Regions from separate parts of the Oncorhynchus mykiss genome. Here region 2 is linked to region 1. A link is a contact called in public Hi-C data. All regions are on one chromosome and are shown on one strand. Each heading gives the region's core, a stretch centred on a gene start, on an enhancer-like site or on the middle of the called end of the contact. The rest is flanking DNA. Distances are from core to core; before and after follow the strand shown. Region 1 holds the start of arid1b (AT-rich interactive domain-containing protein 1B). Region 2 holds the start of cebpz (CCAAT/enhancer-binding protein zeta).

Evidence for each region. A called contact is a pair of places that touch in the nucleus more often than the background predicts.
Region 2: a contact with region 1 is called in a Hi-C map of liver, with 3 times the contacts expected there. The contact joins the promoter of cebpz here to the promoter of arid1b in region 1. A contact is called at or near these places in 2 of 3 Hi-C or Micro-C datasets (blood and liver).

Annotation. Positions count from the first base shown.
Region 1 is chr4:10,994,322-11,000,034 of USDA_OmykA_1.1, forward strand. arid1b (AT-rich interactive domain-containing protein 1B) reads right to left here and starts at 1,836. Exons shown (of 22, transcript XM_036975622.1): 1 at 1,412-1,836. The coding sequence starts at 1,414.
Region 2 is chr4:11,230,237-11,236,413 of USDA_OmykA_1.1, forward strand. cebpz (CCAAT/enhancer-binding protein zeta) reads left to right here and starts at 3,492. Exons shown (of 17, transcript XM_021600159.2): 1 at 3,492-3,836; 2 at 4,788-6,177. The coding sequence starts at 3,663.

The DNA.
Region 1 (5,713 bases), core at 586-3,085:
TTGGCATAACGTTCGCTAACTTGTCTCTCTGACCATAGCTACATTAATTTAGCTAGGGTAACGTTAGTTAACTACAAAACCGCATGGAAAGCTTAGTTAGTTTGGCAAATTAGTAAAAAAAAGTGACATATGAATGTATCCTTTACCTGTGATCTGCCGCTTCCTTGTCCGTTGTTTCCAGGGCTCATGGCAGGGTGATTTCTTTGTTGTCCTCCCCAAACATGTGTAACTGAACCGTATTGTGGGTTTATGTCTTTGGTCAGCCCCATGCTTGATTGTTGTTGTTGAGCAGAGGGATTAGTGTAATCTTGATAGCCACCGCCATAGCCCCGCATCATAGGACTCGGGGATGTCAGTAGCTGGTTTAGAGTTGGGGTAGCCCCCGAAGGATGTTGCTGAGTTTGCCCTGGAAATCTCTGAAACCCTCCAACATTAGCACCACCAGAAGAGGCAGCGGCCATGGCAGCTTTGCTATGATTAGCAGCAGCCGTGTTGCTGCCTAGGCCCATCATGTTGTTCCCCTGCCGAGAGGGACTCATCATCCCATATCCACTATTACCGTAGCCAGGTCGGTAAGTCGGGTAGTGGTTGTACGGGTTGTTGTGGTACCCTTCGTGGGAGTTTTGTTGAACTTGATCCATATTCTGTTGTACCGAATGCATTATCCCAGACCCAGGGCTTTGTTGTCCGCCATGTTGATCAAAGCAAGGCCCACCTTTACCATTTCCATAATAACTATTAAACTCCGAAACCGAGCTGGTACCACTTTGGGCCGGGTTGATGTTGTTATTTGTTGGTCCCGAACTGGCATGCTCGTACCTGCTGTCCAACCGGTCTTCCGTTTTGCTCGGTTGGTCGTCCTCATTTTTATTCAGCATTTCCTGTTGCTGATGGCGTTCGACTGTATTCCCTAAAACAACATTCCCTTTTCCTCCATGTTGGCGGTTTCCACTTTCCCCATGTTGGCGGTTTCCACTTTCCCCATGTTGGCGGTTTCCACTTTCTCCATGTAGCGACTGCTGGTTGTTGTTCTGAATTTGGCGTTGTTGGTGCTGAAGGAATTGGTTGAATGGCTGTTGCTGAGGAGGTGTGTGGTGGAGAGATGGAGTATCTTCACCACCAACATTTTTCACTTTATGATTAACAAACATTCCCGTCTCCATGCTAGAATTTGAAGTCGAAAAAGACGCAGATCTAGAATCTCTACTTTCCTTCTCACGTGGATTCGAATCGTTGTTTGCAGAAGAAGCTCGAGCTCTACTGGTCGGGTTCAGTTCATGGCGTTCTACATTATTCATAGCATGAACGCTAGTCCCATTTCCTACCCCGAGCACAGCTCCACCAACTACTCCAGACTTGCCAGATTTCAAATCTTGACTCAAGCTACTAGCTAAATTCGACCTTTTCTTACCATTTGATGTTGGGGCTGTTGCCACTTGTGCGGCCATGATCAAGTCCACATCTCAGGCATAAAGTCCAGTCGAGCTAGCAAGCTAACTGGCTAATGAAAAAAAAGAGAGGAAGAAAAGCAGAACACAAAAGAAGCCAGACAGCTAACGTTAGCTAACAAGAAAACGACGTTAGCGTAAAATGAAAAAGCGCAAGAGTATCGAATATCCGCATAAATACCGTCTGTTAGAGCAAGCTCATGTTATACGTTTTCAGACAGACATGAAACTTTTTTCCTTCCATGTCTAACCCGGATACAGGCAAATGCCTTTTCTCTCCGAAGCCCCTAGCCCAGCATGGCATCAGCGAAAACAGCGAGCGTTGAGAATCAAGGGCTCTAGCCAACGATGGTGGATAAATGAAGATGTCTACTCAAGCAGTTTACCGTTTGAAAAAATGGTCAAGCTTCCTGTCTGTGTAAGTGGGTGTTCCTTCTCTCGCGTGAGCATGCTTTCCCACGTGAGACCAATGGTGGAGTTCGGTTTGCATGGCCAGGTGTCACGGGTGGGTGGAGATGTCTTGTAATGACATGGGTGAAAGTAAGGCAAAATACATATCAGGGTAAGCTATACTGGTAAAACATCAAATCAAATCCAACTTTGTCACATGTGTAGACCTTACTGTGAAATGCTTACTTACATACAAGCCCTTAATCAACAGTGCAGTTCAAGAAGAGTTAAGAAAATATTTACCAAATAAATGAAAGTAAAAAGTAACACAATAAAATAAGGGGGCTATGTACAGGGGGTACCGGTACTGAGTCAGTGTGCGGGGGTACAGGTTAGTTGAGTTCATTTGTCCATGTAGGTAGGGGTGAAATGACTATGCATTGATATTAAATAGCGAGTGGCAGCAGTGTACAAAACAAATGGAAGGGGGGTCAATGTAAATCCTCCGGTGGCCATTTGATTAATTGCTCAGCAGTCTTATGGCTTTGGGGTAGAAGCTGTTAAGGAGCCTTTTGGTCATAGACCTGGTACTCCGGTACCGCTTGCTGTGCGGTAGCAGAGAAAACAGTCTATGACTTGGGTGACTGGAGTCTCTGACAATTTTATGGTCTTTCCTCTGACACCACCTATTATATACAGTGCCTTGCGAAAGTATTCGGCCCCCTTGAACTTTGCGACCTTTTGCCACATTTCAGGCTTCAAACATAAAGATATAAAACTGTATTTTTTTGTGAAGAATCAACAACAAGTGGGACACAATCATGAAGTGGAACGACATTTATTGGATATTTCAAACTTTTTTAACAAATCAAAAACTGAAAAATTGGGCGTGCAAAATTATTCAGCCCCTTTACTTTCAGTGCAGCAAACTCTCTCCAGGAGTTCAGTGAGGATCTCTGAATGATCCAATGTTGACCTAAATGACTAATGATGATAAATACAATCCACCTGTGTGTAATCAAGTCTCCGTATAAATGCACCTGTACTGTGATAGTCTCAGAGGTCCGTTAAAAGCGCAGAGAGCATCATGAAGAACAAGGAACACACCAGGCAGGTCCGAGATACTGTTGTGAAGAAGTTTAAAGCCGGATTTGGATACAAAAAGATTTCCCAAGCTTTAAACATCCCAAGGAGCACTGTTCAAGCGATAATATTGAAATGGAAGGAGTATCAGACCACTGCAAATCTACCAAGACCTGGCCGTCCCTCTAAACTTTCAGCTCATACAAGGAGAAGACTGATCAGAGATGCAGCCAAGAGGCCCATGATCACTCTGGATGAACTGCAGAGATCTACAGCTGAGGTGGGAGACTCTGTCCATAGGACAACAATCAGTCGTATATTGCACAAATCTGGCCTTTATGGAAGAGTGGCAAGAAGAAAGCCATTTCTTAAAGATATCCATAAAAAGTGGTGTTTAAAGTTTGCCACAAGCCACCTGGGAGACACACCAAACATGTGGAAGAAGGTGCTCTGGTCAGATGAAACCAAAATTGAACTTTTTGGCAACAATACAAAACGTTATGTTTGGCGTAAAAGCAACACAGCTCATCACCATGAACACACCATCCCCACTGTCAAACATGGTGGTGGCAGCATCATGGTTTGGGCCTGCTTTTCTTCAGCAGGGACAGGGAATATGGTTAAAATTGATGGGAAGATGGATGGAGCCAAATACAGGACCATTCTGGAAGAAAACCTGATGGAGTCTGCAAAAGACCTGAGACTGGGACGGAGATTTGTCTTCCAACAAGACAATGATCCAAAACATAAAGCAAAATCTACAATGGAATGGTTCAAAAATAAACATATCCAGGTGTTAGAATGGCCAAGTCAAAGTCCAGACCTGAATCCAATCGAGAATCTGTGGAAAGAACTGAAAACTGCTGTTCACAAATGCTCTCCATCCAACCTCACTGAGCTCGAGCTGTTTTGCAAGGAGGAATGGGAAAAAATGTCAGTCTCTCGATGTGCAAAACTGATAGAGACATACCCCAAGCGACTTACAGCTGTAATCGCAGCAAAAGGTGGCGCTACAAAGTATTAACTTAAGGGGGCTGAATAATTTTGCACGCCCAATTTTTCAGTTTTTGATTTGTTAAAAAAGTTTGAAATATCCAATAAATGTCGTTCCACTTCATGATTGTGTCCCACTTGTTGTTGATTCTTCACAAAAAAAATACAGTTTTATATCTTTATGTTTGAAGCCTGAAATGTGGCAAAAGGTCGCAAAGTTCAAGGGGGCCGAATACTTTCGCAAGGCACTGTAGGTCCTGGATGGCAGGAAGCTTGGCCCCAGTGATGTACTGGGCTGTACACACTACCCTCTGTAGCGCCTTACGGTCAGATGCCAAGCAGTTGCCATACCAGGCGGTGATGCAACCATGCTCTCGACATGAGCCTTTCACAATAATTAAAACAAAATGTCACGAAAACTGTAAGCTATTACACCCTTATTTAGAATTACCACATGTCAGAGACATGAAAAATGGACTTAAACGGGTGGTATACCAACCTACAAGCCAAAATGCAATGTGCCAATCGCCAAATGTCATTACACTTTTTGGTGTTTGGTGTACAAGATGTCTCTTTCCATTCACCACTGTTTAGAGGCTGGAGATATTTTGTGAGTGGATGAATGTGCACGTGTAGCCTAGTAAAGGAGCCCATTTGATTTATTTTATTAAACTATTATTTAACTAGGCGAGTCAGTTAAGAACAAATTCTTATTTACAATGACAGCCTACCAAAAGGCAAGTGATCGTTTGAGAATCTGATGATCTGAACAACTTATTGTGGCATAAACACAACCAAAGGTAATACATACAAGTTAAAGCTACAATATGTAACTTTTTGGCGACCCAACCAAATTCACATAGAAACATATGTTATAGCTCTGTCATTTTCATTGAAAGCAAGTCTAAGAAGCGGTAGATCTGTTCTATGTAAGGTACTTCCATGCTTCCCGTTCTTAAGTGTCGTTTTTGTGAAACTGAAATGCACAATTTGAATGCCTGAATTGGAAAACAAGGAATGGATCCTAATGTATTTCACACTATCATACCAGGTGGAATTTAAATGTTTACCAAAAAAGTGGCGGGGTAAACGCGCTGAATCCCATATTACCCCTTTAATCATCAGTAGATGTATTCAATTCATTAGAAATAGGCCTGTGTTTGAGTATGAGAGGCACAGACCTATTTTTGTGATGAATTGAGCCATTGTTTTTCCTGCTTTCTTTACAGTTTGTCTGATTGAATTCATTTCATATGTGGGACAATTGTTGACTGTAACGGTACTCATTCCTCTATATGCTATTATGTTATTAATAAAGTACAAGAATGGAAAGAAAAGGATCAACAGAAAAGGAAACAGGCCATATGAGAACGTCTGTGTGTTTCCACGTAGGCCTAAATGAGAGCGAATATACATGAGCGAATTGTTAGTCTGTGTGCAGATGAGGGATTGACTCACTTGAGGGACTCAGTGGCCTGTTCAAGGGGAATCGACTGGGCCCTCCCCCAGCAACGGCAGCAGCAGCCCAGTCAAGTCAAGCAGGGAAAGTGGGTCAGACAGAAAACCCCCAGAAAGCAGTACAACACAGCTCTCAGTAACACACTGACACCACATGCCTTGTATTTTTTGTACAAGGAAGGAAAAATGCTGCTCTAACACAGTAATTGTGAGTCAAATGCAAGAATATTCCCTTGATAGTGCACTACATTCGGCCAGTGCCCGGTCAAAAGTAGTGCACTATATACGTAATAGGGTGCCATTGGGGACGCACCCAATGAAAAGAGCCAAATTTAAACACA
Region 2 (6,177 bases), core at 2,242-4,741, 240 kb after region 1:
TCCCAGAAAGGGACATCAAGCCTGACTGCACAGTAGCATGAGAGAGACAACTGAAAGCACACCGGCAGGGATCAGCTAACTGCGTTTCATAGGCCTACGTACAATATCTTGTCAATTTACAGTCCATCTTTACATGACAGACTTTGGCAGAAGATGCATTAATTCCTCAGACTCCACGAGTGTAGCCAACTAGCAAGCTAGCAGATTCAAAAGTGTTTGGTCCACCCAAGATGGCGTAGCAGTCAGACGTGTTTCGTCGTGTCCCGTGTAAATATAGTTTTTCCTTTTTTTTGTTGTAAAATGGTTGTATATATTGTAATATCAATTTCCATCTACAGACTGAATATACTCTCCTGCAACCAGCCTCACCCAATGTGGTACGGATCTGCTATTTTTTATACCCCCATCAAAAGCTAGCCAGCTACTAGCTAGTAGTCAGTTAGCCATTGCTAGGCCCATCTCCCGGCTAGCCGAATAGGCCCAAAAGCCACTCCTTGGGCTACAATATCTATTTTGGTTTCATGCATGTTAACATTAGAAGTCTCCTCCCTAAGTTTGCTTAATTCACTGCCCTCTGCCAACCCGGATGTCCTAGCCGTGTCTGAATCCTGGCTTAGGAAGACCACCAAAAACCCAGAAATGTACATCCTTAACTATAACATTTTCCGACAAGACAGGACTGCCAAAGGGGGCGGAGTTTCAATCTACTGCAGGGATAGCCTGCAGAGTTCTGTCTTACTATCCAAGTCTGTGTCCAAACAATTTGAGCTTCTACTTTTAAAAATCAACCTCTCCAGAAACAAGTCTCTTACCGTTGCCGCTTGCTATAGACCACCTTCTACCCCCAGCTGTGCCCTGGACACCATATGTGAATTGAATGCCCCCCATCTATCTTCAGAGCTTGTGCCGTTAGGTGACCTAAACTGGGACATGCTTAACACCCCAGCCATCCTACAATCTGAGCTTGATGCCCTCAATCTCACACAAATTATCAATGAACCCACCAGGTACAACCCCAAATTCGTAAACACGTGCATACTCATCGATATCATCTTAACCAACCTGCCCTCCAAATACACCTCTGCTGTCTTCAACCAGGATCTCAGCAATCACTGCCTCATTGCCTATGTCTGTAATGGGCCTGCGGTCAAGCGACCACCCCTCATCACTGTCAAACACTCCCTAAAACACTTCAGCGAGCAGGCCTTTCTAATCGACGTAGCCCGGGTGTCCTGGAAGGATATTGACCTCATTCCATCAATAGAGGATGCCTGGTTATTCTTTAAAAGTGCGTTCCTCACCATCTTAAATAAGCATGCCCCATTCAAAAAATGTTGGACTAGGAACAGATACAGCCCTTGGTTCACTCCAGACCTGACTGCCCTTGACCAGCACAAAAACATTCTGTGGCGTATAGCATTAGCATCGAATAGCCCCCGCGATATGCAACTTTTCAGGGAAGTTAGGAACCAATATACACAGGCAGTTAGGAAAGCAAAGGCTAGCTTTTTCAAACAGAAATTTGCATCCTGTAGCACTAACTCCAAAATGTTCTGGGACACTGTAAAGTCCATGGAGAATAAGAGCACCTCCTCCCAGCTGCCCACTGCACTGAGGCTAGGAAACACTGTCACCACCGATAAATCCCCAATAATTGAGAATTTCAATCAGCGTTTTCTACGGCTGGCCATGCTTTCCACCTGGCTACCCCGGTCAACAGCCCTGCACCCCTCACTAGAACTTGCCCAAGCCTCCCCCATTTCTCCTTCACCCAAATCTAGATAGCTGATGTTCTGAAAGAGCTGCAAAATCTGGACCCCTACAATTCAGCAGGGCTAGACAATCTGGACCCTCTATTCCTAAAATTATTCACTGAAATTGTTGCAACCCCTATTACTAGCTTGTTCAACCTCTCTTTCGTATCATCTGAGATCCCCAAAATTTGGAAAGCTGCCGCAGTCATCCCCCTCTTCAAAGGGTGAGACCCTCTAGACCCATATCTATCCTACCCTGCCTTTCTAAGGTCTTCAAAAGCCAAGTTAACAAACAGATCACCGACCATTTCGATTCCCACCGTACCTTCTCCGCTATGCAATCTTGTTTCCGAGCTGGTCATGGGTACACCTCAGCCACGCTCAAGGTCCTAATATCATAACCGCCATCGATGAGAGACAATACTGTGCAGCTGTATTCATCAACCTGGCCAAGGCTTTCGACTCTGTCAATCACCACATTCTTATCAGCAGACTCAACAGCCTTGGTTTCTCAAATGACTGCCTCGCCTGGTTCACCAACTACTTCTCTGACAGAGTTGTGTGTCAAATCCTGTTTTCCGGACCTTTGGCAGTCTCTATGGGGGTGCCACAGGGTTCAATCCTCGGGCCAACTCTTTTCTCTGTATACATCAATGATGTCACTCTTGCTGCTGGCGATTCTCTGATCCACCTCTACCCAGACAACACCATTCTGTATACTTCTGGCCCTTCTTTGGACACTGTGTTAAATAACCTCCAGACGAGCGTCAATGCCATACAACTCTCCTTCCGTGGCCTCCAACTGCTCTTAAATGCAAGCAAAACTAAATGCATGCTCTTCAACTGATCGCTGCCCACACCTACCCACCCGTCCAGCATCACTACTCTGGACGGTTCTGACTTAGAATATGTGGACAACTACAAATACCTAGGTGTCTGGTTAGACTGTAAACTCTCCTTCCAGACTCACATCAAGCATCTCCAATCCAAAATTAAACCTAGAATCAGCTTCCTATTTCGCAACAAAGCATCCTTCACTCACGCTGCCAAACATACCCTAGTAAAACTGACTATCCTACCGATCCTTAACTTCGGCAATGTCATTTACAAAATAGCCTCCAACACTCTACTCAGCAAATTGGATGCAGTCTATCACAGTGCCATCCGTTTTGTCACCAAAGCCCCATATACTACCTACCACTGCGACCTGTATGCTCTCGTTGGCGAAGGTCCTGAGCTGGCTCCAGGTCATTTATAAGTCGTTACTGGGTAAAGCCCCACCTTATCTCAGCTTACTGGTCACCATAGCAGCACCCACCCGCAGCACACGCTCCAGTAGGTATATTTCACTGGTTACCCCCAAAGCCAATTCCACCTTTCCTTCCAGTTCTTTGCTGCCAATGACTGGAACAAACTGCAAAAATTACTGAAGCTGGAGACTCATATCTCCCTCACTAGCTTTAAGCACCAGCTGTCAGAGCAGCTCACAGCTCACTGCACCTGTACATAGCCAATCTGTAAATAGCCCATCCAACTACCTCATCACCATATATTGTTATTTATTTTGCTCCTTTGCACCCCAGTACCGCTACTTTTCTGATTGGACAATATTTGGGTTAGTTTGTTTTACATGGCGTGGTGCCCCGGGTGAGTGAGTGAATTGACTTGTGAACTTTGAACTTTAGTTCAAACAGTCCTGTTTGATACATATAAATCAGAAATATAATCCAGAAAATCCTATACACTACTAGTCATGTGGTTTTGGATAACAAAATAAAACACACGAATCTTGTTCTGAAATCAAGCTGGATATGAAGATCACAAATAATTGCTTTCGACGATAGTAAGGCAGTTACTGTACACACTTTCCTTCCAGGTCCTGTCATTTTTCTACATGCTGCTTTCAGCATGGCACCGAAAGGAAAGAACCGTAAGGCATTAGCCAAAACACATTTTGTAAATGTAAAGGACGAGTTTGAAAATGACAACGACGGAGATGAGGAAGAAGAAATCAATGGAGATGGTCCTCAACCGGACGAGGAATTTAATTTGGACGAGGTTTTACGTTTGGGTGGAACCCGAGTAAGTAACGTTAATTGAGGCTAGCACCTCATGCTAACTAGCACATTTATCCTGCTGCTACCACTAAACACGTGCCATTTTCTCCCAAAATATCGAATAAATTGTTTGTTCAACTGTTAATGCTTTCTGTATTTGTTCGACTTTGCTACGCTTTATCTAGCACTGTCAGTAGTTATTGACGATGATGCTAGGTAGCTAACTTAGCTAGCTAGTTGCCTTGAAACCCGACGATTAATTGCATTGAATTCTACGTCGTGCAGAAATGAGTGTTTGGATCTGGAACGTTTCTTCACGACCTCTACAAGCCAGTATGTTGAATAGATAGATATACATTTAAACATACTCTACCGGTTGTTACGGATGTTGGTCTTTTGACGGTAGGAATGCAAGACACTATATCCACAGGAATGTATAATTAAATCACCGTATCAAAGCGCTCATTGTACGTTCAGATTAATATCCCCTGAAGCATTCGCAGAACCATGTAAACATGTGCACAAGTTCGGCACGTATACATGTTTGGCCTGCATGTATTATCATTTTGTGAGCATGCTTCAGGTTATAGAACTCTGAACGTCCGGTTGTGGATTTGATTGTGATTTAGCGTTACCTGTGGATATATTGTATCACAGAGGACCAACTGAACGGACAACTGTTAACTAAGTTAAAATATAATTTTACTCATTCTGGCTTGTTAGAGGTCTGTGAGATTCAAACGCAAATGTCTGCTCGATGTAGAATTCAATACAATTCAACGTCGGGTTTCCAGGCAAGGTACAATATAACTAACGTTAGCTGCTTGCAAGTGGTTGTACTTGGTGATGTTTCCAGGCAAGGTACAATATAACTAACGTTAGCTGCTTGCAAGTGGTTCTACTCGGTAATGTTCAGACAAGTCATGACTGTTCAATCACCTCTTTTTCTCTTGGCTTTTTTCTTGTGCTGGTGTAGGCTGACTTTGCCCTGCTTGACGCCATCATTGATGAGAACGAGCTGATCGACGGTGGAAAGAAAGGAGCCATAGATGACCTGGAACCTGGCGAATTGGAGACATTCATCACCAAGCTGGGCATCCGCTCATACAAAGACCAACAGATTATCCCAGATGAGCCTACAGAGGAAGAGAAGGCAGAGGCGAGCCAAAAGGAGAGCAAAAAGGCTGATGCCAAGAAAGCCAAGTCAGGTGATCAGAAGCCCAAACCAGAGCCTAAAGGCAAGGACCTGCCTGTCACATCTACAGTGGAGACAAAGAATAAGAAAAATAAAGAGACAGCAAAAACCAGCGTCCCAGCCACTGGAAAGAAAGCTAAACTAAATGCCAACGTATTTGAGTTTCAGCTGAGGCAGCTGCTTCTGATCAAACCAGGTGGCAAGTGGTTTGACCTGGAGTACACTGCAGAGGGTACCTCTAACCCACAGGATGAGTCTCAAGTCTCCCAGTACAAGGCCCTGGCTATAAAGCTGTTTGAGGCTGAGACAGGGCTCTACAAGAGCAAGAAGAACATGCAGAAGGGGGCCAACTCAGCCTGGATGAAAAATGTGGTCTCCGCAGGCACGCTGGCTGACAGGATGGCAGCCATGACAGTTCTGATCCAGGATGCCCCGGTACAGAGCATAGAGCATGTGGAGAACCTGGTCTCCATGGTGAAGAAGAAGGGTAGTCGCAGACAGGGGCTGATGGCTCTGGACACTCTCCGAGAGCTCTTCATGTCTGACCTGCTGCCAGTGAACCGCAAGCTCAGGACCTTCGCCCAGCATCCTTTTGACAAGCTGGAGCAGAAGGCGAGCGGGAACAAGGACGCGCGCGACCGCCGCCTCGTCTTGTGGTACTTTGAGCACCTTCTGAAGTACCACGTGGCCGAGTTCGTGGTGGCCCTGGACGAACTCGCCCACGACACGGTGGCAACCACCAAGGCCAAGTCTCTGGCCACTGCCCACGAGCTGCTGCTCAACCGGCCCGAACAGGAGAGGGCCCTTCTCATCCAGGTGGTCAACAAGCTGGGAGACCCTGAGTACAAGACGGCAGCCAAGGCCTCGTACCTGCTGGAGACCCTGCTGCACAAGCACCCCAACATGAAGGCGGTGGTGTGCAGTGAGGTGGAGCGCCTCATGTTCAGGCCCAACATCAACCTGAAGGCCCAGTACTACGCCGTGTGCTTCCTCAACCAGGTGCTGCTGAACCACGACGAGGCCGAGCTGGCCAGCAAACTCATCTCCATCTACTTCTCCTTCTTCCGAGCCTGCATTAAGAAGAAGGATGTGGAGTCCAAGATGCTGAGCGCCCTGCTGTCGGGCGTGAACAGGGCCTATCCCTACGCCAAGGCCGGGGACGAGAAGGTGA